Linked DNA regions of Sus scrofa: regions 2 and 3 are each linked to region 1. The links are chromatin contacts, called in public Hi-C and HiChIP or PLAC-seq maps. All regions are on one chromosome and are shown on one strand. The core of a region is the stretch at or near the end of the contact, and the rest is flanking DNA. Distances in the headings are between cores, read along the strand shown. Region 1 overlaps TGFBR2 (TGF-beta receptor type-2). Region 2 has its middle 110 kb from the start of TGFBR2. Region 3 has its middle 90 kb from the start of TGFBR2.

Evidence for each region. Hi-C and Micro-C count contacts between places; a contact is called where the count stands out from the background. HiChIP or PLAC-seq counts read pairs in DNA pulled down with a chosen protein or histone mark.
Region 2: a contact with region 1 is called in a Hi-C map of skeletal muscle, with 1.9 times the contacts expected there. The contact joins two enhancer-like sites. A contact is called at or near these places in 3 of 47 Hi-C or Micro-C datasets (embryonic fibroblasts and skeletal muscle) and 2 of 2 datasets of contacts at active chromatin or transcription factors (alveolar macrophages and skeletal muscle).
Region 3: a contact with region 1 is called in an H3K27ac HiChIP or PLAC-seq map of alveolar macrophages. The contact joins two enhancer-like sites. A contact is called at or near these places in 1 of 47 Hi-C or Micro-C datasets (embryonic fibroblasts) and 1 of 2 datasets of contacts at active chromatin or transcription factors (alveolar macrophages).

The regions. Positions count from the first base shown.
Region 1 is chr13:16,832,234-16,836,427 of Sscrofa11.1, forward strand. All of the region lies in intron 3 of TGFBR2 (TGF-beta receptor type-2), which reads left to right. Among named protein-coding and RNA genes, the nearest start is that of TGFBR2, 50 kb to the left of the region's middle. Within about 2 kb of position 2,263, at least 53 of the 83 cell types and tissues checked have an H3K27ac peak or open chromatin away from gene starts, as enhancers often do. A contact at or near this core is called in alveolar macrophages, embryonic fibroblasts and skeletal muscle, where this site is marked.
Region 2 is chr13:16,676,005-16,680,198 of Sscrofa11.1, forward strand. No RefSeq gene overlaps it. Among named protein-coding and RNA genes, the nearest start is that of TGFBR2, 110 kb to the right of the region's middle. Within about 2 kb of position 2,222, at least 10 of the 83 cell types and tissues checked have an H3K27ac peak or open chromatin away from gene starts, as enhancers often do. A contact at or near this core is called in skeletal muscle, where this site is marked.
Region 3 is chr13:16,692,366-16,696,559 of Sscrofa11.1, forward strand. No RefSeq gene overlaps it. Among named protein-coding and RNA genes, the nearest start is that of TGFBR2, 90 kb to the right of the region's middle. Within about 2 kb of position 2,391, at least 14 of the 83 cell types and tissues checked have an H3K27ac peak or open chromatin away from gene starts, as enhancers often do. A contact at or near this core is called in alveolar macrophages and embryonic fibroblasts, where this site is marked.

The sequences.
Region 1 (4,194 bases), core at 1,013-3,512:
GGTGACTGGAGAACCCAAGTCTCTGCAGCTCTCCCACTTAGTCACTCTGTGCGTTGGGAGGAGTTACATGAATTCTCCAGCCTCAGTTCTCTACCAAGAGTGAATGATCCCGGACCTTAGAAAGAACTGAAAGCATCTTGATGTAGGTGAACTCAGACTCAGGACCAGCTGTCATTGAAAAAGCGTTTTATTATTTCAGAACTTTTAAGAGCAAGAGAAAACTCCTGGACAGCTCAATGACCTGGTCTGAGTTTCTTAACATCTCTGCAGCTCTGTTTTCTCCTCTCCCCTCCAGAGGTGAAAACAGCAGTTCCTTACCCCCAACCTCAGCAGATCAGTCTTGGCATTCTCCCTGCACTGGGCCCTTGGAGAGTGGGGAGGGCATTCAGACTTGCCTTTGTGTCCATCTATCCTTGTAAAAGCCCACAGGTCTCGTGATTCTCGAACCCATTCACTCACTGGAAACACCTAGGGGTGGGTCTGAGGTGCTGAGTGAGCCCCAGGCCACACCCACGCAATGCTGATGAATTGGTGTCACTTGTGGTTCGGGTGGGGCCATGTTTAAAAAGCAAGGCAATCACTGCTTTAGAGGCAGAGCCTGCATCTAATTCCACCTCTGGAACTGCCGAGGGGGGACCCCTTCCAGGGCCCCAGAGTGGGGCTGGAGTCTAACCCCAGGAAATGAAACTGCCCAGAGGAGACACGTGTGACCTGACCAAGCCAAAGATCATACTGGAAAGGGGCACCTGGGTGGAGGGCAGCAGGTAAGGGAACCCAGGAGGACTGCTCTGCTCCATGGCTCACAGTCACCTGAGTGCAATTTTTGTGAGGATAAATGAGTTTATTCATGTAGGGAACTTAGTTCCAGGCACAGAGCAATATGCAGTAAATTTCAGCTGAAAATAGTTACTGTTGTTCTGGTAGATTCAAATGCCTCCTCTTTGGGTTTTGTCAGATGAGGGAGGTACTTTGCAGTAAATTCCTTCAGCTGACTGGTGTGTAGGTACCATCCATTCTCTTGGTACCTGTGAATCCGAGGGACATACTCACTGGAAAGTGCACCGTTGAGGAAACTCTTCTCTGCATTGTACCATCACCTTGCTGAGGGAGCTGGGAGAAACTTCAGTCAGTTCTCTGCCCTGGAACGTTTTCTCCCCTCAGGAGGACATACTTGCTTCTGATCTTAAGGACACTCGGAGGCATATCTAGCAGGGGTCTGCAGACTTCTTTGCTAAAGGACCAGTTACAAAAATATCTTTGGCTTTGCAAGCCACAGAGCCTCACTGCAGCTGCTGCTGGATCTGTAAACAAGGGGACGAGACAGTGTTCCAATAAAATTTTATTTGCAAACAAGGCTTCAACCCCTGATGTAGATGACCACGTTGTGTTGTTGCATTTCTTCCTGCAACGCTAACTACCAGAAAAGCGTGAGTTATGCTTCTAGCAAGCATGTGAGCATGCATTTTGTACACTGACATCACCCCTGCTTGCCAGTGTTCCTTTATGGACCTTCCATTTGTCTGGATTCTAGCTCCTGCTTGAATTTCTTTTGGCTCCCTCCACTACATGCCCATCTCTGGGTTGCATGAGATTTTTCTTTTTTTACAGGATGGAATGAGCAGTAAATATGTCAGTTATTTCTAATTAGAAACCAGGACTCTAGAAACCACTCTGTCTCAAAGTTCACCCTACATGGTTAAGTAGAAAGTGCCCATCACCCAGAACATGCTCCTTGAGACCCTGAGTCTGCCTGCAGGGCCACAGTAGCGCAGGCGCATGCTCCCCACCTGGGAGGCTGGGAGCACTGAGTCTGGGACTCAAGCAGCCACAAAGTTTCTTTCTTTCCTCCCTCATTGTTGTCGAGTTTCTTTTAAATGAAAACAGCCTCTTTGGTTTGCAAGCCTAAAGCTGGCAGGAAGACAAATGATTTTTTTTTTTTTTTTTTTTTTTTTTTTTACAGTATCAGACACGCGGTTTCCTGTCTCTGTTTAACTCGCTAGCAGAACATCTCAGCCAGCTGGTTCCCTCTGGACCTGTTGTGACCTTAATAACGTTGCTTCCCGCCATCCAGCAGGCGTACTCCCGGTGTGGATCACGTGCCTGGGGTGTTTTATGGACTCAGCTGGGTTTCTGAGATGGGGAGGGCTTGGATGTGCTGGCCTCTTTCTCTCAAATCTCATTTTGTGTGTTTTGCTCCAGCCTCCGGCAGCTGCCTTCGTAAGGGAAGCTCTGGGTTCTTGCGTGTAAGAAATCAGCAGAATGATGGTGCTGTTGGTGTGTGGCCTTTGAACTGTGCTCTCACAGCTCAAAATAGCTGGCTCACCACTTGTGCCTTTTTGTTTCTAAAGAAACATGCCAGATTTACTTTCTGGTCTCATTGCAAAAGAAAAAAAAAAAGTGTGGCAATACGGAGGAGAAAAGTTGTTAGAAGAGGAAGAAAATTGCGGATTAAAAGTCACCCATCTCATTCTGGGGAATAGAAATCAGTTATTTGAGGGGATGACTCAGGACTGAAGGAGCCTTGGGTGGAGAATGAGTTAGGTTAGAAGCATCCTCTGCATCTGGGAACTTGGCCCGTGTCTGGCCAAGGAAATAATAAAGATCATACATGCTGGAGGGCTCTGACTCAGCCGAGTGAAGCTTAGCATGCATTTCTAGTGTCTTCAGGCAAAGCAACTGGTTTTTGTGGATTTTTATTTTCCCTAAGCAACAAAGTAAACAAAGATGTTCTGAGGCCAGATGTGGTTGCCGGCTGTGAATATTTCTACCCTTGAACCTCACTCTGACGTGAATCGCAGTAGTGTGGGATCCATTAAGGACACAGTCTGTTTCGAATCCCATCCCCTGGATGTGAGTAGCCAATAAAACAGTTGGACCAGTGAGGCTGGCGTTGCTGCCAGGCTGTGGTCAGCCATCTCTCATCTCACAGCTGCCTCCTTGTGTTCTGTAAACAACACACAGATGGGTGACAGCAAAAAGGGTCCAGGAGACTGTTTGCTACTTGACAAGTACCTCAGTGTCCCACCAGTGGAAAAACACCTGGGAGCTAACTAACCTCTGGGAAACTGACCCTTGTTTCCGCCCGTCCTGAACTCCAAGGCTTGTATTTACCTCCAGTTGGACGTCTGGCTCACTTGCTTCTGGAAAACCTTTTCTGATCCTCAGATAACTCTTGCATGCAGCTAAAATAGCAATGTTTCCAGCAATAATTATGCCTTCAAAACTAATTTATTGAAGTATAGTTGATTTACATTCACAATGTGTTAGTTTCAGGTGTACAACACAGTGACTCAGAATATATATATATATATATAATATGAAATTATTTCTCATGTTCTTTTCCATTATGGTTTATCGCAGGATACTGAATAGAGTTCCCTGTGCTCTACAGTAGGACCTTGTTGTTTATGCATCCGATATATGCTAGTTTGCCTCTTCTAACCCTAAACTCCTAGTCCTTCCCTCTCCCACCCAGTCCTCTCCCTTGGCAACCACAAGTCTGTTCTCTATTTCTGTGAGTCTATTTCTGTTTTATAGATAAGTTTATCTGCCATATTTTAGATTTCACACATTATTAACTTTTAAAGAAATCAAATTTGCATCTCTATTTAAATATATATGTGTGTATCTATGTATATATGTGTGTGTGTGTATGTATATATGAAGCTCATACTGCTGTTTCCAGCATCGATGCTGGAAATGAATCCTAAAAGTAGTGATTAAAATTCCTTCCTTGCCTTCTCTTTTCCAGATCCCATCCTAGTCTCCTGTCGGGCTGCAATAGTTGTTCTCAATCTTGGCTACACATTGGAAACACCTGAGAAGGTTTAAAAATGACTCATTAGCTAGGTCTTAGTCCTGCAGTTTCAGATTTAATTGGTCTGGGGCCTGGTGTCCAGATTAAAAAAAAAAAAACAAAACCCTCATCAAGCTCTTCTAATATGCAGCCAGTGTTAGAAACCACTGGATTCAAGACAGTTTGTTCTGCCAAATCTTTTTCTATTTTTCATCGTGTTCCTCATATAGCCTGAAACAGGATGGCAACAATTAAAGAATAGCAACCACCACAGGAAGTAGCCAAATTCAGCTCTCCAGGTTAGAGGAGGAGAAAAACAAGCACACACACACCTGCATTTCCCCCCCCCCACTCTCTGGGGAATAATAGGATTCCTTAAGAGGCAAATCACTGTGCCT
Region 2 (4,194 bases), core at 972-3,471, 160 kb before region 1:
GGGAACTTCCATATGCTGTGAGTGCAGCCCTCAAAAGAAAAAAAAATAAATTAAAAAATAAAAATAATAAAATAAAGCACTCATTGTCTTTCACATTGTGAGATATTTTAGAATACTTTCTCAGTATATCTTGAAGGAAAATAGTTTTTCTCTGATTTCCTAAAGTGTCTGTAGGATAAAAATAAGTCATGGACTAAAAAATAACTTTGGTAATTAATAAACATGTCCAAACTTGCTTTTGTTGTTCCTTTGTGTAAATGGTTATAACTTATGATGAACAGTTAGCATGGCCCTCGTTTCCAAAGGGACTGTTGCCAAGTTGCTTCCTTCCAGGGAAAAAAAAAAAAAACTCTAAAAATAAAATCCATCAGTGAAATACCTTGGAACTCTTACTATTGTTCACCTTATAACCCATCATTTCTGTAAAATATTTCCACTCTAAGACCAGAAATTAGGTTGTCATTTTGCAGAATAGGGTCTAGAGGCACAATGGCACAATTTTACTTCATACATTCCCTTATTTATTGTGTTTTTTTTTAATGTTACACAAAATAGGATGGTAGAAGGTAGATAGATTAGTGGATTAAGAGTCTAAAAATCTGTATTTTGCAATATGCTAGTTGAAGGACTTTTTGTAAGGGATTGAACATCAATGGTGGTAAGATGTAGTGTAGCGTGCTGGAGAGGGATGCAAGAACAAAGGGAAGTAGGTCCAAGTCACAGCTTTGCTACTAGATGGTACTATTGCCTAAAGCTCTTCCTCTTCCCCTTTCGAGAGGTTCAATTTTTTATCCTTTCAATTAGAGAGGAGCTCTCAGTAATCTCTTGCACTCCATCCAGCCCTGTGATTCCCTGCAGAGGTGCCATGAATGAGGTAAATATGTTCAATATTGATTTGCGGAATTTTAAGAATTTCAAATCACCCAACAAAACTCAACATAAAAAAGGAAATCCAGAGAGTTCCCATCATGGCTCAGCAGAAATGAATCTGACTAGGAACCATGAGGTTACAGGTTCAATCCCTGGGCTCGCTCAGTAAGTTAAGGATCTGGCATTGCCACAAGCTGTGGTAAAGGTCACAGATGTGGCTCAGATCTGGCATTGCTGTAGCTGTGGTATAGGCTGGCAGCTGTAGCTCTGTTAGACCCCTAGCCTGGTAACCTCCATGTGCAGTGGGTGTGGCCCTAAAAAAAAGCCAAAAAAACCTGTAAACCCAGAGGCTGTGGTATATATACACAACGGAATATTATTCAGCCATTAAAAAGTATGCAATATTGGCACTGCAACAACATGGAGAGACCTAAAGATGATCATACTAAGTGAAAAAAGTCAGACAGAAAAAGACAAATACACCATGACATCATTTATATATGTAATCTCAAATATGACACAAATGAAATTATCTGTGAAACAGAAACAGACTAACAGACATAGAGAACAGACTTGTGGTTGCCAAGGGGGATGGAGCTTGGAAGAGGGATGGATGGGGAGTTTGGGATTAGCAGATGCAAACTATTACATATAGGATGGATAAACAACAAGGCCTTGCTGTAGAACACAGAGAAGTAGATTCAATATCCTGTGATAACCCACAATGGAAAAGAATATGAAAAAGAATATATATAGGAAAGAATGCATATACATATGAAAAAGAATATATATGTACACATATATATAACTGAATCACTTTGCTGTGCAGCAGAAATTAACACAACATTGTAAATCAAATAGACTTACATCAAAATTTTTAAGTGAATCCAGTTACTTCTTCCTAAAACTTGTAGCTGTCCACAACAGAGTGGCTCCATTTTCATTTCCCAAGTAATGGCCACATATAGATCAAGAAGTGAAATGAGTAAAAAAGCAGATGGTTTGGCACATTTTCTCTCTTCCCAATACTCAACTTCCGCTCATTGCAGTGAAAGTCCTATTTGCTTAGGGAATAAGAGATCAGCCTTGAGGATCCCAAGCAGCTATCCAGTCAAGGTCACTGAAAGGACAGAGGACAGCCAAGGTAAACAATTCAAAACTCCCTATGCTTATTTTTAGTTTGAAGTCTCAGCCTACTTTCTTATTTTCTTTCCAAAGTGCTTCCGCATAATCTGATTCTGATTACTAAATTAATGAGGAAATTTTGAGGTTTGGCCTTTGTTCACCAGTCTTGCTCAGGACTGTCCCATCCTCTGGTCCAAGGCATGCCATTTAATGTTCTTGAAATGCGATCCCCTTCTATCTGCAAAAGGAGTAGTTGTTCTCTACTCACCAAGAAGGATTAACACGCCCTGGGGTATGGACTCTTGCATTATTATTTATTGCATTATTATTTACCATCTATATAAATCAAAGCATCCCAAGAAATATTACATGTTGCACAAGTTATAAACTTACAAAACTAATAAACAAAAAGCACACAGCTGAGAGCAGCTGTTAACATTTTCCTTTGGGGCCCTGTATAGAACCCAGCAAATAAATAAGAATTCAATGATTTCCCTATAACTTAGCAGTAGGTGGCACTAAAAAAATCTGTGTTTTCTAAACCTGGTATATTCTATAGAATTTGTTAAATTCCCACCCTTTGGGCCCCTTATGTGAATTCAATATCACCGACTAAATGAAACTTGTGGCCAGGGGTCTTTTTCACTCACCTTATGCAATGAATGAGGCCAAGCCCTAGGCTTCAGAGACAGCTAATGACACTTAGAATTTTAAACCTCCTGCCTAATTACAGTCATGTTCCAGACATAGCACTCACCCTAACCTGCTCTGGAATCACAGGGTCAGTGCCAAAGCTGGATTTGTGGGAGGCAGAGTGGCAGTGTGGATTATCAGCAAGTGGAGGGAGGGAAAACTGGGGAGTGTGCCCAGGACATGCTCTGCTTTTCACTCCTCCCACAGGCATGTCTTTGTTATGACCCTGTGTGTCAAATGTAATTTCTGTTGTTAGAGGAGAAAGAAAGCAAGGAATGGAATGAGCAAGGAGAGAGAGCTATTAAAAAAATCTTTCATGAACCAGGCTCCCTGCTAAACCCTAGAGGCATGAAGATGGATAAAAGGCATGTTTGTAACTTTGTGATTCCACTAGTCTAATAGTGGAGGCAATATGTGTTCAAGATAATTATAAGAGTGTGATCAATTCAATTAGAGACACACAATGACTTCACTTTGTCCTCCCATTTATACTGGAATCACATGGAGTTCCCTTCGTGGCTCAGAGGTTAGAGAACCCGACTAGCATCCATGAGGACGTGGGTTCAATCCCTGGCCTCACTCAGTGGGTTAAGGATCTGGTGTTGTGGTGAGCTGTGGTGTAGGTCGCAGACTCCACTCGGATCCCGAGTTACTATGGCTGTGGCATAGCTGGTGGTACAGCTCTGATTATACCCCTAGCCTGGGAACCTCCATATACCATGGGTGCAGCCCTAAAAAGACAAAAAGACTATATATATAGGAATCACATAATATATGCACTAAGACCCTGAGTTTCAAGTCCATGGCTGTCTCTGGCTATGTGCATGCCCTTCTTTAATTACCAAAGCCTGTTTGGTGGCTTGGTCTTCGGTATCTACACCTATGACATGGGGGTGGGAAAGGGAGTAGCAGTCACATCTACATTATAGAGATGATTGTTAGGTACTAAGCAAAATAATATACGCAAATGTTTGGAATACAATAAGGGCTCAATAAATTCTAAGCTCTTTCTATGAGCACCCCTACTTTACAGATAAGCAAACAGGCCCCATCTGTGCAGAGGCTTATATATGAGTAGCAAGAACAGGACTTGAGTCCATATCCAATACTGAGCCCAAAGCCCTTCCCTGTGTGTAAGGAACAGGACAATTAAATGATTTGTGACTCAAGCCAAGTGTTTTGTCCTGAGAGGCACATTGCTAGGCTCCAGAATTTTCTCTCCACATTTATCACTGGTGTTGAAGCTTTTCCCTGCCTTCCTTCAGTGGCTCTAAGAGTTTCCAAATATCATAGCCTATATCTTCATGTGCTCATAAAAGAGCAAGATTTGAGACTGACCCTAAGCCGGGGGCGGGAGGGTGGCAGTGAGTCAGAACAATATGCATTTTTCCCTCCATCAATATTCCTTATTCCATAATGAGATCCGGCATGTGAAATTGTATCCAAGCTAGTGCCCTGTGGGGCTCCTAGGCACACAAACCTTTCTGTGTCCTCCATTTGTTGTTT
Region 3 (4,194 bases), core at 1,141-3,640, 140 kb before region 1:
ATTCTTTTCAGGAGTAGTTTTATGCCTTCTATGAAAATGTGAACTTTCTCTTCCCAAAGGTTGGAGAAACCATTTATCTCCTACCAGAGAGCTCTGGGCTCAAAGCTTAGAATATGCATCATTGGTCCTCAAATGTCTATGGTCCTTCACACAAGATTCCCAATAACACACTTTGATGCTTTGAAATGCTCAAGGCAAATATTCAGCTTAGAGTCCCCACCTTGATTCTCTCTCTTAAAGAAGAATTTTAGGGAAGAAGAGATTCTCCAATGACCTTTATTGTGTCAAGTTTCCAACTTTGAACAAAGATGATCTAAGACCTCTTCATTTTGCCACACCTCTTCTTTTTTCTTTTCTTCATACTCCTTTCTCACATTCAAATCCTACTTCAGGTCAATGTTTTGTTTAGAATAAGATGAAGAAGTTTGAAAATAATCAAGGTCACTGAGATGGGCATATCAATTTTATTTCCTCTTCCAGCATCAAGTTCTGTTCTGACACAAACATTCTAATGTGGATTAAATTTGAAATGCAGAAATAATTTTTTTATAAAGATATGTTTATATAACAGAGGCTGTTGTCTCCGGCCACAGCACCAGGTTACTTGAGAGCAGGTTCTGAGCTATCATGTAACTGGAAGGTTTTTCTGTCTGGCAATCCCTTGTCTGTCAGGTTACTTGAGTTCCTGCTCGTGATACAACTCGGGCTAAGCTGAGGGCACCAAGATCACAGAGCAGAGCCACTGGTTCACCTGGAAACCATTCCTCTGTGTGTTCAACACAGTTCCCTCCCCTTGTCCCTGATTTCCAGGCAAGTTATCTTTCAACAGCAGTGGGGAAAAGTTCCCATCGAAAGCAATTCAATTTCTTAAATTGTGATGATCACTTACGTTTATGAAACCAAATTACAGCTAGTCGTTCACCTTTCACAATGAAATCATTCTATTCAAAAAATGGCAGGTAATGTCTTGGATTTTGTTTAATATCTTGGCTCACTCTAAAGACCTCGTCCATTCAGGAATTACCCTAAATCTAGGAAGCAAATGCTAAGGCTCCCAAACCTGGATTCTCTCATTGAGAACTCCGTCATCCCACGACTGCCACTCCATCCCATGAATGTCTCCATCTCATTTGTTTCACTGTAACTCATATGATACTGAGAATGAAATGATTAAACCATCACTGACTGTGACATGCCTGCAAAGGGAATGACACAGAAAGGAGTTCTACGGGACAGTGCAAAGTCCATTTCAAGTTCAAGAGGACTCCCTGCACTAATGCAGCTCTCAGATCCTAGATCACATCTGCATCTGGGATGATGTACCCAGGAACCAGGGTCGAAGAATGGGAAACAACACATGCAGTTTAAAGAGTTAATAATGACTTGACTTTAAGGTTTGTTAAGATTTGATTAGCACTCTTTAGACTGTAAGACACTTAAATCCAGCTCAAAACTTGTTTAGTTGGAGAGGGGAAGGGACTTTTTATACTAAAAAGTCCAAGGCTACCCTTTCCCCTCCTGGTGGTAAGATGGCCACCACCTTTCTCTGAGTGTTCTTCATTAGGTACCAAAGAACATCTCTTTCCTAGAATTATGATAAAAAGTCCCAAATGGACTGCTTAGCAATATACACTTTTCCCTTGCCAGCTAGAATGATGTGAAGCTTTACCAGTAGAAGGTGCTGGAGGGTCCCCAGAGAGGGAATGGGCTTCTTTTCCTAGTCCCAGCCTACTTGAGTTTTTCTTGCTCCTGTTGTATGGGGCTGACACACAGGACACTCAGTGGAGGTAACCCCCTTGGGTGGCTTTCCAGCAGGGAGATCCTTGGAACAAACCCTGCGGGCAGCTTCCTGTCAACCTCTGGAATTAACACAGCAGGCTTCCTCAGAGTGGGTTCCACAGGGTGCCACAGCTCACTTATCATCAGCTTCCTGGTAACAGTTTCCTCGTGTCCCCACTGGCTAAACAAAACCATTCCAGCTTGACTCCCAGCAAGTTTCACAGCAACCCCTGCAGGCAGATTTCTGGTGAAACTCATAAGTACCCCTAGTAGATGGTTCTCTGCTTGCAGGTGGTCCCACCCAGGCTGGCTCAGTTGTAGTCTGAGTACTCTAAGGAACCTCACCGTTCCATGGCTACAATTCTCTCCAGTGGGGTGTGCATCCTGGCCTGGGGAAATTTTTCTATCTAAGTTTGTTTCTTCCTTGGGTATTCTTCCTCAGCCCTAGAATGTTCTTTAGATTTCTCTTCTCTTTTTAGTTAATTCCCTGAGATCATTAATAATAATAAATCTTCCTGTTCAAATTACCCTGCTTCCTGTTTGGATGCTGACTAATATACCAGAGATGCTGATGACTCAGACTGACCACAGATTCACTGCTAACCTCATATCTGTAACTAAAGAAACAACAGTGAGCTTGATAGTCAAGCATGGGTCTGGGTCCTGTCCTAAAGCCACAGGCTACAGTCAGAGACTCCTACACTATATGGGCTGAGAACAGAGAAGGGTGGTTTCCCAAAGATAAATTGTGAAGGATGTATGGGGTGAGGGGAGCATGAATAGCACAATCCATCTGAAAGAATATGTGCTTAAGCGAAAAAAAAAATAAAATAAAAAAAGAGAATGAGACTTAATATCAGAGTCCTGAAGCAAAAAGCAGACATTTCAACTCAGAAGAACACAGTTGACAAAAGTAAGGTAAATCCCATAAGAAAGAATCTGGACCAGAAAAGAGGCCATTCTTTAGCACCCCCAAAAAGCAAGGTTCCCAGCAATTTCTGAGAGAAGAAAAATTAAAGACAGGGACCATCAATAGAGGAATGGAGAAGGGAGGTGTGGTACATATATACAATGGAATATTACTCAGCCATTAAAAAGAATGAAATAATGCCATTCACAGCAACATGGATGGACATAGAGATTATCATACTAAGTGAAGTAAATCAGGCAGAGAAAGACAAATACCAAATGATATCACTAATATGTGGAATCTAATAAAAAATGATTCCAAAGAACTTATTCACAAAATAGAAACATACTCAAAGATTTCAAAACCAAACTTTTGGTTACCAAAGGGAAAATGCTACGGGGAAGGGAAAAATTAGGAATTTGGGATTAACATATATACACTAATAAATAGAAAATAGACAAGTAACAAGTAACTATATAACAGAGACCCCTACTCAGTGTTCTGTAATAACCTATATGGGAAAAGAATCTGAAAAAGAATGGATATATGTATATGCATAACTGATTAACTCTTCTGTAGAACTGGAACTTATATTGTAAGTCAACTCTACTCCAATAAAATAAATTTAAAAAAAAAAAAGAAGAAGATCCAGGAACCAAAGTCAAGTACAGTCTTGTTGAAAAGGGGATAAATTGCTCACCTAAAAAGTTCAGAATTTAGGCAAAATTTAAGCAATATCAGATCCCTCAGCTCAAAAGTATAAGCAAGGATACATTTCCTGTTATCTTTTTGCCTTGTTTTTCATAGTGCCGGCTTCGTCCTGACCTTGGCTTCCCTTTTATTTTTCAAATGGTGGTCAGCAGCTCCCAGGTTATTCGGCTTCTTGGTCCAGAAAGAAACTAAAAGCATCTTTGACCCAGATTTCCCAGCAAAATCCTGAGAATTTTTTTTTTGGTCCAGGCCAACATGTGGAAGTTCCCAGGCTAGGAATCAAACCCGTGCCACAGCAGTGACAATGCTGGATTTGTAACCACTAGGCCACCAGGAAACTCCCTGAGACTCAGATTTCTTGTTTGACCAGACTTATTCATAAATCCATTCTTGAACCACTGACTGAGACCAGGGGCAAGAAAAACACTAATTGGCTCAGCCTATATGATACATTTTGTGCCTAAAAACCAAAAGCAGCACAAAGATTATTGGAAGTATACCACGCAAACTAGGAAGTCAACCAACAGATGTACTTACAGGAATTAATTAACGACCCTCTTATTGACCTCTTAAACTAACTCAAATGAACTCCTAACACACCTGTTATACTTACTGTATTTGTCATCATACATACAACTCCTCTACTAGATTATATGAAGCTTTCTTCAAAGATGGGAAATGGTCTTTGTTTATTATTTTGCTGCTGGGGAATAAACAGTAGAAGCTTAATGAAAGTTTGAATGAATAAATTATCTTAAACATTATGCATGATCAAAGAGTTCCAACTTCATTCT